3 separate regions of the Gossypium hirsutum genome follow, and regions 1 and 2 are each linked to region 3. A link is a contact called in public Hi-C data. All regions are on one chromosome and are shown on one strand. Each heading gives the region's core, a stretch centred on a gene start, on an enhancer-like site or on the middle of the called end of the contact. The rest is flanking DNA. Distances are from core to core; before and after follow the strand shown. Region 1 holds the start of LOC107901799 (auxin-repressed 12.5 kDa protein). Region 2 has its middle 6.9 kb from the start of LOC121218802. Region 3 overlaps LOC107901792 (a long non-coding RNA gene).

Evidence for each region. Hi-C and Micro-C count contacts between places; a contact is called where the count stands out from the background.
Region 1: a contact with region 3 is called in a Hi-C map of hypocotyl, with 4 times the contacts expected there. The contact joins the promoter of LOC107901799 here to the enhancer-like site in region 3. A contact is called at or near these places in 2 of 34 Hi-C or Micro-C datasets (hypocotyl and leaf).
Region 2: a Hi-C map of hypocotyl shows a contact between it and region 3, with 2.2 times the contacts expected there. The contact joins two enhancer-like sites. A contact is called at or near these places in 2 of 34 Hi-C or Micro-C datasets (hypocotyl and leaf).

Annotation. Positions count from the first base shown.
Region 1 is chrD06:46,346,611-46,350,418 of Gossypium_hirsutum_v2.1, reverse strand. It overlaps LOC107901799 (auxin-repressed 12.5 kDa protein), which reads left to right and starts at 1,877. Exons shown (of 3, transcript XM_016827947.2): 1 at 1,877-2,156; 2 at 2,240-2,426; 3 at 2,963-3,341. The coding sequence starts at 2,048. The coding sequence ends at 3,002.
Region 2 is chrD06:47,095,258-47,099,275 of Gossypium_hirsutum_v2.1, reverse strand. It overlaps the pseudogene LOC107900206. Among protein-coding and RNA genes, the nearest start is that of LOC121218802, 6.9 kb to the left of the region's middle. Within about 2 kb of position 1,770, at least 5 of the 9 cell types and tissues checked have an H3K27ac peak or open chromatin away from gene starts, as enhancers often do. A contact at or near this core is called in hypocotyl and leaf, where this site is marked.
Region 3 is chrD06:46,769,266-46,773,100 of Gossypium_hirsutum_v2.1, reverse strand. It overlaps LOC107901792 (a long non-coding RNA gene), which reads left to right. Exons shown (of 4, transcript XR_001685431.2): 4 at 1-45. Among protein-coding and RNA genes, the nearest start is that of LOC107901792, 5.8 kb to the left of the region's middle. Within about 2 kb of position 1,605, at least 7 of the 9 cell types and tissues checked have an H3K27ac peak or open chromatin away from gene starts, as enhancers often do. A contact at or near this core is called in hypocotyl and leaf, where this site is marked.

The DNA.
Region 1 (3,808 bases), core at 628-3,127, 420 kb after region 3:
TGTGAACGACAAGGAATTATCTTATTTGTTATTCAATTGTGTCATTAAGTTAAATTATGGTAAGCTCTATCGTTATTTTATGAACTTACTAAGCTTCAAGTAAGCTTACCTCTATTTGTCTTTTGTTTTGTAGAATTCTAACTACAACTTAAAGCGGAGGCAGCAGCGAAGGAAGCAGAGGCAAGCAGAAAATATGACGAACTCCAGCTACAGCTTCAGAATATAATGATGTTTCAGCAATCGCAGAATCTGCCATCTTAGACCTTTTTTTTTCTTATTGTGAGAATATTTTAACAATATAACTTTTGAATATAATATATTTTGTTATTTCATTTATTAATTTAGATCATATACATATTTCTTTCGTTGGATTTGAAGTATCATTTAGATTTGCAGTTTTTGGTTGAATTTGATGTTACAGGAAATTATGTTGACAATTCAGGTTCTATATGAATGAAAATGGGTTGTTAAAAATCTGCTAAAGTTAGTGGCGTTTGTGGGGAAAGCGCCGCTAAAGGTCATGTTCTTTAGCGGCGTTTGTGGGGAAAACGCCGCTAAAGGTCATATTCTATAGCGGCGTTTTTTCACATAAACACCGCAAATTTTAGCGGCGTTTTTTGCGGTGCTTATCGAAACTTTGCAAATTGTTTTAAAGTGCCGCTATAGGTCCAAAAAAGCCGCTAAAAATCTATTTTGCTATAATAGTGTCGTGACCCGACAATCGGGTCAAATATGGAAGTGCTACATTAATGTTTGAACGAGTTAAATTTCAACACATAAAGAGAGGAGGTAATAGAATGGCTCACCTGTTGGCCAGAGAAGGGTTAAGTCGGAAATGAAATGTGTGGTGGGTCGGGGAAGTTTAGGTGGCAGAACAGGAGATGGTGTAAATGGATAGACAATCCACGCATAGACCCAATTGAGATAATCTTGAAACTGAAACTAGTAATTACCAGAATGTTCCAGATTTAGAGCGATTCACTAGACAATCGAAAATTTAAAACGATTCTTTTCCAAGCATGCAAAGGGTTGGGATAATCTAAAATGGAGGGTATTCTTGCTCTCTTGCTTTTGGGTGGCCTGAGATTCTCTTTAATATATTTTGACAGTTTTCTTTAAAATATATATCAGCCAATTAAATAAAATATTATAAATTCCGTAAGAATTTAAGTAATTAATTACATAATGATGAAGGGGATTGAGATCCACGTGTCATCTTGTCAGACAAGATGATGCTGTCAAGAAGAATAGGACAAAACTTGTATGGGAGGGTCACACTTGTGACTGAAACCCTAACCCACTCTCTCCTCTTCTCTTCTGATTTTTAATGAGAATACTATTTTGCGGTCCCCTTTCCCTTTACTCATTCTTATCCATCCGTTTCCATATCTCCACTCTTCAATCTTCTATTGCCAATATTCATTAATATTTAAAGATTTTTATTTAAATAGTACATTTTCAATTTTTGTATAATAACTCTCTTTTGGTATAATTAAACGAATTAAGAATTAAAGCTTAATTAATTGTACCCATTAAACTAAAAATTATATCCTATTTTTTAATTAGTTTATTTTAAACTAATTTTTAATTAAAAGTAGCAAGCAATATGAAAATACACTAACACATTTAGAAAAAAAATCATCTTCATAATAAATAAATATAATTGTATATAATAAGTAAACTAATAGCTAGGGCTTTTTTTATATAATTAAATCAAAATTAAATTTTTATATACAATTGCATCTAATCAAAATATTCTTATTTAATTTTTAAAAAATCAAAAAATATATTTAAAAACAATCGTAATACTCCTTTGTAATTTTTTACTTACAATTTGTAAAATAATAATTTATATCTTAAAATTAAAGTAATAAATGAATGTTGTCCGGATAGCAAATGATTGGAAATAGCAAAAATCAATATCCATATTAATAGGCAGGAAAGATATTTTGGGCTGAATCTTCCTCTATATATGCCACCAAATAAAAGCCACCCAAAAGCACTAAAAACACAAACAGAGAAGAGATATAATTGAAAGAAAAGAAAAATGGTTCTGCTAGAGAAACTTTGGGATGATGTAGTGGCCGGACCTCAACCGGAACGTGGCCTTGGCCGGCTGAGGAAGATCACAACCACCCCACCCTTGTCCACCAAAGGTAAAAACAGTTAGCTTTTGCATTTCATCATTTGTATTGTGGACATTTAAGTTTGTCACTCTGAAATTGAATCTTTTCATTAGATGAGGCTTCATCAATGGCGATGCCGACGAGTCCGACGACACCTGGGACACCGTCGACGCCGGTGTCGGCTCGTAGGGACAACGTGTGGAGGAGCGTGTTCAATCCAGGTAGCAACCTTGCAACCAAAGGTATTGGCGCTGAAGTTTTCGACAAGCCTCAACCTAACTCTCCTACTGTTTATGACTGGTTCGTACAGATTTTTTTTCTTGTTCAGTTATTTGCATGCATGCTTGCTTGGATAATTGGATATATATAAGTGGGACTTTGATTTTGCTTTTTGGATGTTTGTGATCCCCATCTGTTTGGTTGCTGAGAAAATTAATCATAGAAGAGTCATATATAAATATTAACCAGGTTTTTTGGAATTTGGATTCTTTTTAATATATAGTACTAAAATGATGAGTTTTTCAAAAAGGAAGCCTCAAAAACTTTCCTGTTTGTGTGTGTTTTTTTTTCTAACGTTTTCTCAGCAACCAAACGGAGGCTCAGAGACAGATCATGCAGGAAAACTTGGCTCTTTGTTTGGTAGCTGCGTGGAAATAACAGTATGCTGTAATTATTACACTAATCCATTTATAAGCTTTTATTTTTAATTATTCTTGTTTATTTACTATAAGATGATAAATAACCAAAGATTAATTAGGGTAATTTGCATGGATCTAATTTCTGGGTGTTAACTAAAATTTAAGAAGAAAGTTTGGTTCGGATGGGATGGGATGCAGGCTTTACAGCGGGGAGACCCGGAGCAAGCATCACCGCTGATTGGGCGATGGCTGACGGCGGCGGAGGGTAGCAAAACCACTAGCAGAAGGTTGCTGCTACTGAAGGAGCAGGATTTGCATGTAAATATATATATCGTTCTTTTTAAAAGTTTTTCAATGGGTCAATTAAGTAGTAGTAGTAGTAAGTAAGATGTTTAAAAGAGTAAGCGGCAGCGCAGGGTGGTCGATGACCTTATGTCATTCAAGATTCCGGCCGTGAGCGGCGGCAGCTGCTGCTATATTAAATTATTATTAAATAAAGGGAAGGGGTATTGTACGAATGATGTTGCGTTAGTATGTGATTTGAACATCAATTTATTAATTAATTTTGGGTTTTTAACATGATGTGAGTGGATTGCATTATTGAGGTAAGAAAAGTGGATAAGGATGAAGGTGGTGTGGTGAGGTGGCGGGGACCTATTTGCTTACCATTTCATCACAACCTTTGAAAATTCACCAAATTAATATATTAACTCAAAATTAAAACTTCAAATTCATGTTATTTAGTAGTAAATATTATCTGAATCAATATTATAATATATCCAAAAATTCAAATTTTAAGTTAAAGTCTCATAATGACTATTTAATATAAATGCTAATTGATAGGTCCTTTTCTTTGAATTTCTCCCCCGCCTTTTGTCCTTTTTCTTCCGTAATTCGTAAACCAACCCTACTTGAATTAATAGATTTTCGTTTTTTAAGTAGAAATATTAAATTTGTGTTTTAAGTCCCTATACTTTGTGTTCATTTAAATTTTAAGTCTAATTGTCAACACCATCAGTTATGTTCATTACAACATCATTTTTT
Region 2 (4,018 bases), core at 521-3,020, 330 kb before region 3:
ATATAATGGGGGAATTCATAGATCGAGTTAATGCGATAATAGGGGTTTTAATTAGAAAGAAATTTCAATTAATCAACCTAGAGTCAGTTGCTTTTAGTCTTGAAGAGAGATATTAGCATAATTTAGGGATTTCTACAGATCAAGATATTAAGTGAATAAATTGTTTAATTCAAATTGATAATGACTAACGCGGTCTAGGTGGATTATTTCCTGAGTATTGTTTCACATCTTGGTTATTATTCGGTTATTTCGATGATTTGTTCTTTATTGAGTTCTTATTTAATTAATTTAGTTAATTTTAGTTTAACTCAATCACTTCAATTTGTCGATTAAATAATAGAAAGACGGTTAATTACTAGTACTTTTAGTCCTCGTGGGAACAATATCTTTGCTCACCATAACTATACTATTTATCGATAGGTGCATTTGCCTTAGTCGTATTTTTAGTTGGTTTCGTGGACATCAAGAAGCAACCCCTATTTAAAATAATAAACTCTCCACAATCTTATATTTTTTAGATATGTGATTGTGTTATTTCAACAAAATTCATATATATATATATATGCATGAAAAGTAGAATTCTAAATTATTAAAACCCGAAAAGTGTGAGATACCTAAGAAAAGCATTGCGCCAATCAGGATAGTGCTGCATCCTGGTCCAGAGATCTACCACTGAAATTCCACATTCTCCAGCAGTTTCAACACATGCCTTGGCAAAAGCCCCCGCAGCTTCATTTGTCCTCTCCGGCAAACCCAATGGATTCTCAACGTAAGGATGTCTAGGGTTTAACACCAGTTTAAGCATGTATAATAGAGATCATAAGGCGCAATGGAATGTAAAAGGCCAAAGTAAATAGAAAATGTTGAACAATACCTAATGCGTTGAACTTCATCAATTGGAGGAGGTGTAATTAGGAGAATCAAAGTACTTGGCCACCGCTTCTGAGACCAGAAAATAGAAGAGCACAGTCTATGAGCAGGACCAGCAAATAATATATATAAAATATATATTTATATACTATATATTATATGAAATCCATGATAACCTGCTGTATACCCTCATAATTTTGGCCTAGAAGGACGAAAAAGAAAATGTAAATACAAGAGATTATATAAACTGTTCCCACATAAATGATTTGCTGAGCAGCCATATGTTTGATTTAGAAAGCTAATCCGCTAAATAATCCAAGTACCTAACATTGAAAAAGAAACTAAAAACAAATGGAAAAAGGCTGTAATGCTTGATAAGTAAACTTACCTTCTTTCATAATCATTGAAAGCAAATTAAAATATTCAACTCTGGTGGCTTCCCATCATATAATCCTTTATATCAATGGCCCAACTTTACTTCTCGAGAGGCACAAAAGTGGAACCATAATCACAAAGGGCGTATGAATATTTTTCTCAACATAAACATTCTAGAAATATATGCATGCACACAAGAGACTTCCAATCCAACCAAGAGAAGGACCACTATAACTGCAACCCCATCTAATAGCCCTTATGCCCATGATATTAAGTATCTATTAAATTTAAAAACGTTTCCCTAAAGTGATCTTTGGATCTCCAGAAATTACTGCCTTTGTTTGACCGAACGAAGGTACCAATCCTAATTGAAATTTAGACTAGTAGCTGGGTATAGCCTATAGGCAGTAATTTAAAAGGAAATTAAACAAGGGATATTCATAATAGCCAAGTGGCGAACAAGAATAGCGACAACTGGGCCTTACCCACCCACCCTTCATCTCTTACTTTTTGGATATCCGGAGATCCAGTTTCCCAACCAAAATGCCTAAGGCTCACCATGCTTTCTACCAAATAATAAAGGGTGACATAAGCCATGTGCATTCCCAATATTAAAATCATATAAAAGAGAAGAAATATTCCATAGTATTTAGATTTCACAAAGTTAAAAGGGTGATGTATAAGTTTACGATAATATATAAAAAATTAAAATATATATCATCCCTTCAACCTTACTTATAGGGTTTTTAAATAATTTAAAAATAAAACACACACAAGAAAACAAAGGGTAGCACAATCCCACCGCCCAAATTCCAATCCTGGCTTGAAAATTCAGTAAACTAATACGATTAATATAATTTATCAAAAGAAATTTTGTTTATGATATTTATTCACGTATACTATTACTTTCTTTTACTAAGATTCATAAATAACTTATCAACGAAATATACTAGAAAACCTAGAATTAATATATATATGTATAAAATACATAATAATTAATAAACAAAGAAGTGCTTCAAGCAATAATCGCCAAAATTATACAGGCTATAACTTCCTTTTCTGAAAGTATGTCTAAAAAGTTGTTTAGAAAATCATATTTTAAAATGTATGTTCAGGTGTGTGCATTCTAAACAAATAATAATAATAAAAGAGGTTGAACTATTTTTTAAAGTAACCGATCGAGTTTTAATTTGATCGGTATTGTTGTTATTGCAATAAGAAGAACGTGAATTCAAACACGTAAATGTAGACATGCTTAAACATAATTTTTCTCCAATTTAAAGGTTAAGAGTTTTAATAGAAGTAATCATTATATATATATAATATCATTTTCAAGTAAAAAAATGCATATTTTGATAAATAAATTTATGAATTGTAATATAATTTTGTATTATTACTAGATGAGGTTACTTTTAAAATAAAATAAAATTCACGAGTGAGTTAAAATATTACCCACATCTCATTTATTTATTTATTTATTTATCTATCATTTTTAAAATAATTATTTGATGAGATTTTTTAAATTTCATTAAAGATGTATAAAATAATTATCTTTTTTTTTTGTGGAACTTGTTAATTTATATATCTGTTGACCTAAATATATATAAAGCAATTATCATTGTTGAAACCATTTTTGAAAAAAAGATAGAGTTGACTAAAAAATGTAAATTGGAGTCGCCACCGATCCTTTATTGAGGTGTAATTAGATCACCTTAAAAAAATAATTTTGGTCTACGAGTTTTTGAAAAAAAACGGCTTCGGGAGTCAGTTACGTACGAGAAATGATTAGCACCCCCATAACGCCCAAAATTGCTACCTAATTGATTATTTAATGTCTTAAGTTCAAATATCAAAAAAAAAATTTAAGCGATTCCCCTTTTAAAAATCTTTATTGAAATTTTTTATTTTGAAAATTAAAAATTTGGTCATCTTGCTTCAATGAAAAAATCGAAACCCCGTAAGTTAGGGTACGATTCTTTGAAGTTCCTATGACAACAAGAATTTGCCTTTATTAAAAAACCTCGTCTCAAGATAGTAAAATGTCATATCCAATGAGTTAGGACACCACGTTTTGAATCCTCGAGATAAGCTTTAATTTTGGAATATTTACATTTAAATTGAAAAAGGGATATTCGGTTACTTAAATTCAACAAGGAGAATTGAAGCCTAGCAAGTTAGGGCACAATCCTCTTGAGAATTTGGATACCGAGTATTTAAAAATTTATGGATAAAATGATTTCAATATTTAAACCAAATGCAACCTTTTAAACGAAATAAAATGCGAGTGAATGATAATGTACAATGTAAAGGATAATTTGTAAATAACATACACTAGTGAGTAACAAATAATCAATAAATAAATACAAACAAGCATAGCAACAATAATCTCAGTCATACATTATGCCAATATCAATATCAACATTCAAAAATTTAATGAATTAATAATCAAATTTAAAAGATACACTAAAAGAAAAATTAATAGCAAGAGGAGAAATCATAATCAATAAATTATACCTTAAAACAAATAATATATACATATATGTAAGTTTGAAATAAATTGAAAATATAGTTAAAAATGAATACTACATAAAATAATGGTATCTAAAAGCATTTTTAAGTAAATATTATAAGGAGAAAAATCAAAGTACATAACATAATATACATATATTAATTTTAAAAACTAATACATACGGAGTGAAAACTTAATATAAATAATACTATATGTAAAAGTTAAAATAAGCTAAATATATTAAAATAGGATTTTTTTTAAAGA
Region 3 (3,835 bases), core at 356-2,855:
TTTTTTATTACTTTGTAATGTGTATAGTCATAGGCATGTTTTTCATATGTATTATTTATTTTAGTTTTGATTCTAAATTTTTATTTTTACTTTAATATTTATGACAACTTGAGTTCTAATTTTTATTTTTACTTTAATATTTACGACAACTTGAGTTCTAACTTTTGGATTTTAATTGTGTTATTAGTTTATTATTTTAAATTCTAAAACTAAATTCATTAATTTTTATATTTAGTTTTAAAGTTAAAATCTTCATAGAAAATTTAATTTAAATAATATTTTTTATTTATCCTTAAAAAGTATATTTAAAGTTCAAATTTAAAAAATAAAATAAAATAAAATATTTATCATAAAAATAAATATTATTTGATTAAAATAAATTTTTTTAAAGGTTAAGTTTTTAGCGGCGTTTTTTGAGAAGCGCCGCTAAAGGTTTATTCTTTAGTGGCGTTTGTGCGAAAAGCGCCACTATAGACCATGACCTATAGCGGCGTTTGTGAGAAAAGCGCCGCTAAAGATCTTGGTTTTTACCGGCGTTTATACAAAAAACGCCGCTAAAAGCCTGTTTTGGTGTAGTGATTACAACCTCAAGACATGTTCTAAGAAACTAGCATAGAACATATTGTTGTCTTTAAGACTACAAGCAAACTTCGAATTTAGCGGTAAGCACGTGGCTATTGTCTGAACTTGCTGTTGTAGTAAATGCTCGCATTTTGACTAACTCTAAAAAGAAAAATTCTGATTTTTTTGGACTCATCCTTGGAAACCCCCATTGTTTACAACATTAAGCTGTCTCTAGTTGACCAAACTCTCTAAACTAACTGTACACAAGTTAGACAAGAGTTTAATTTGTATATGTTTGTTAGATAAATGGATGAATTTGAATACAAAAGACTTCTTAACAACCTTCTAGATCCTTTATCAATCACAACTAGAATCCGGGCGGCCTTAGTTATTGGCATTAAGGTGTGCAAATTTGGAGGATTTGTTCAATGACATGGATTCTTTGGTTGAAAAATTCCCCCAAAAGAGAATAATGTCAAACAGTTTTTGTCTGAGTAATTATTATTCATTTTGTTTGGAATCCAAGTAAAAAATTTAGCATCCAAAAAGTGGTTGAGAATTAATTGACATGATGATCAACACGTACCCATAAATGGAGGCATCAAACATAAAAGATAAAAGAACCCAAATGCATCCAAATTTGATCATTGACTTTTGCTGAATAATAGCCACAACCCACTTCTCACTTCCGTTTCATACAAAAGCCTTTCACATTTTGTTTCTTGACTTTGGAAATTTTGACTCTTTCAAAATTCACAATAGACATGGACCTGTTTCATTTTTAAATAATTTAATAATACCATACACGTTAAAAAAACTTATTGATATTCAATAATCTTTTTAAAATACTGTCAATAATATAAGCATTGATATTCAATGAACCTTATTGGAAAAGAAAAATATTGTGATAATATAATGCAAAAATTAGTTTTTATTATATGTGAAGGAAGAAAAAGAAGAAAAGTGAAAAGTGGGAGATGTAAAGAGAGCAAAGGAGACGTATGGTGTGGAGAAAGGAGAGCCACATGAATTGTGAAGGCTGCTTGGAAGGAATAGACGTAAAGTGAAGGGCCAGTTGTTGAGTCAACGTGTTTCATGCATTCTTGTTTTTTTTTTCTTTTTTCATTTTATTATTTAAGATAAATTACACCAAATTCACTCAACTATTAGAAAGTTTATATTTTGATATTCAATTTTAAAAAGTTATAAATTGATCTTTAAATTATTCGAAAGTTATAAGTTGATCACTAAATTGTTAAGTTGCTAATGGATGTTGATGTGGTTGTTAACTCACTATTCATCATAGAGTAAACTATACTCAAGGTCATTCAACTATTTACAAGATTATACTTTAAACACTCAATTTCAAAAAAACTACAAGTTGGTCACTGAACAACCTAGTAACCAACATGTAATTTTCAAATAATTCAATGATAAATTCATATCTTTTTAAAACTTAGTGACCAAAGTGTAAATTTTGTAATAGTTGAGTGACATTGGATATAATTTATCTTATTATTTATTTGTTTGATTTGTGAATAAGTAATAATCTCTTCGTCCAACAAGTGTTGTTCGTATTCTACTCTAAAAAAACAGAATTCAAATTAAAACTTTAAAAATGACATTATTAAAAAGAATAACTACAAAACTCAAAAAATTAATATTATTTATAATAAAACATATATAAAAATATTTTGTTTTACGAAAATAATAATAATAATAATCTCTTCTTTCCATCAAGTGGAAATCCCTTACCACGCATTTCGGGCCCCATCTGTAACTTGCAATATCTTTTTATTATTTTAAGGTTTGTTTGGTTCGAGATTTATTTTCTTTCTTCAATTTGTGTTTTATTTTTATATGTTGATTATTTTCTAATTGTTATGTTGCTTTTATGTGTAAACATATATTTTTTTTGTATAAATTGTGTAATATATAAATATATAAAAAGATATATATTTCAAAAAAAATGAATGGATTAGATCGATTTTAAATTCTAAGTTAAAAAAATGTTAACTTAATTTTCTAAATGAAACTCATCTTCTAAACCTATTTTTATCCCTTAATATTTTTATTTTAAGTTTAAATAAATAATTTCATGTAACGACCCAATTCTTGTGATGTGTACTGAAAATTAAGTTGAGATGTTTGAGAAGTTAAAATGAGAAAGCCTTAAGTTAAATACAGAAATAAGAAATAAAATTAGCTAGTAATTAAATTAATTAAGTTAATAAAAATGGTACAAGGGTTAAATTGCATAATAATTATAAAATTCCACAAGGCCTTATTTAAATATTAATCAAGTCTTTAGAAATAATTATAAATATATATATATTCCTTAGTGGGAGAGAGATGATGAAAAATATCATCTTCTCATCTTTCCCAAACCGAAACAAAAAAGAAAGAAAACAGAAAACTTAGCCATTTTCTTCTTTTATTTGCCGTGAGCCTAATTAGCAAGGTAATTGAATTTTTCTTGTAAACTTTTCGTAAATAATCAGTAAATGTTGGTAAATAATTACAATCCAAGCTATGAAATTAGAATTTGATTAGTTTATTTAAGTGAAATAATAATAGAAAGTTTGAGATAATATGAAATGAGATTACGATGAAATAGGTTGAAATGATAGTAAAAAGAGTTAAATTAAATTTGAGTCAAGCTTAAATTTATATAATTAATTTTATGATGTTAGGGATTAAATTAAATAAATTGAAAACTGTCAAAGAAATTAGCATGAATTGAAAACTAGGGGTTTCTAGTAAAGAAATGTGAAATCGATTTTCAATTCGATAAGGAAAATTGAAAGTTACGAGTAATTTGGATATTAGTGCTTATAGGGAATACAGTGAATAAAATGCAATCATACCTATATAGTACTGAATTATGTTTGAACTGTGTGATTAATGTGTTTCTCTATTCAAGTTTACTTTTTATAGCTAAAGACGATGCAATACCGTCTCGGGACAAGGGGAAAGCTAAAGTCGTTAACAAATAGTAATTTTTGGTTTATACTTTTATAATTCAATTTTAATTTGCTTTCGTAGATTAATTTGGTTGTTATAATCAAATATGAATATACATCGAGGTAATAGTATCTTTTCTGTACAAACTTTAAATGATGGATTCAATATGGTGATAGTTGAAATATGTGGAAATTGTTCAAAATTGTGTTTGATATGTATATAAATGTTGAGACATAGGTATTATGATGACATGTGTTACAATAGTAATTATGATGATAATGCCCCGTTAAATGATGTTAGACGTAGT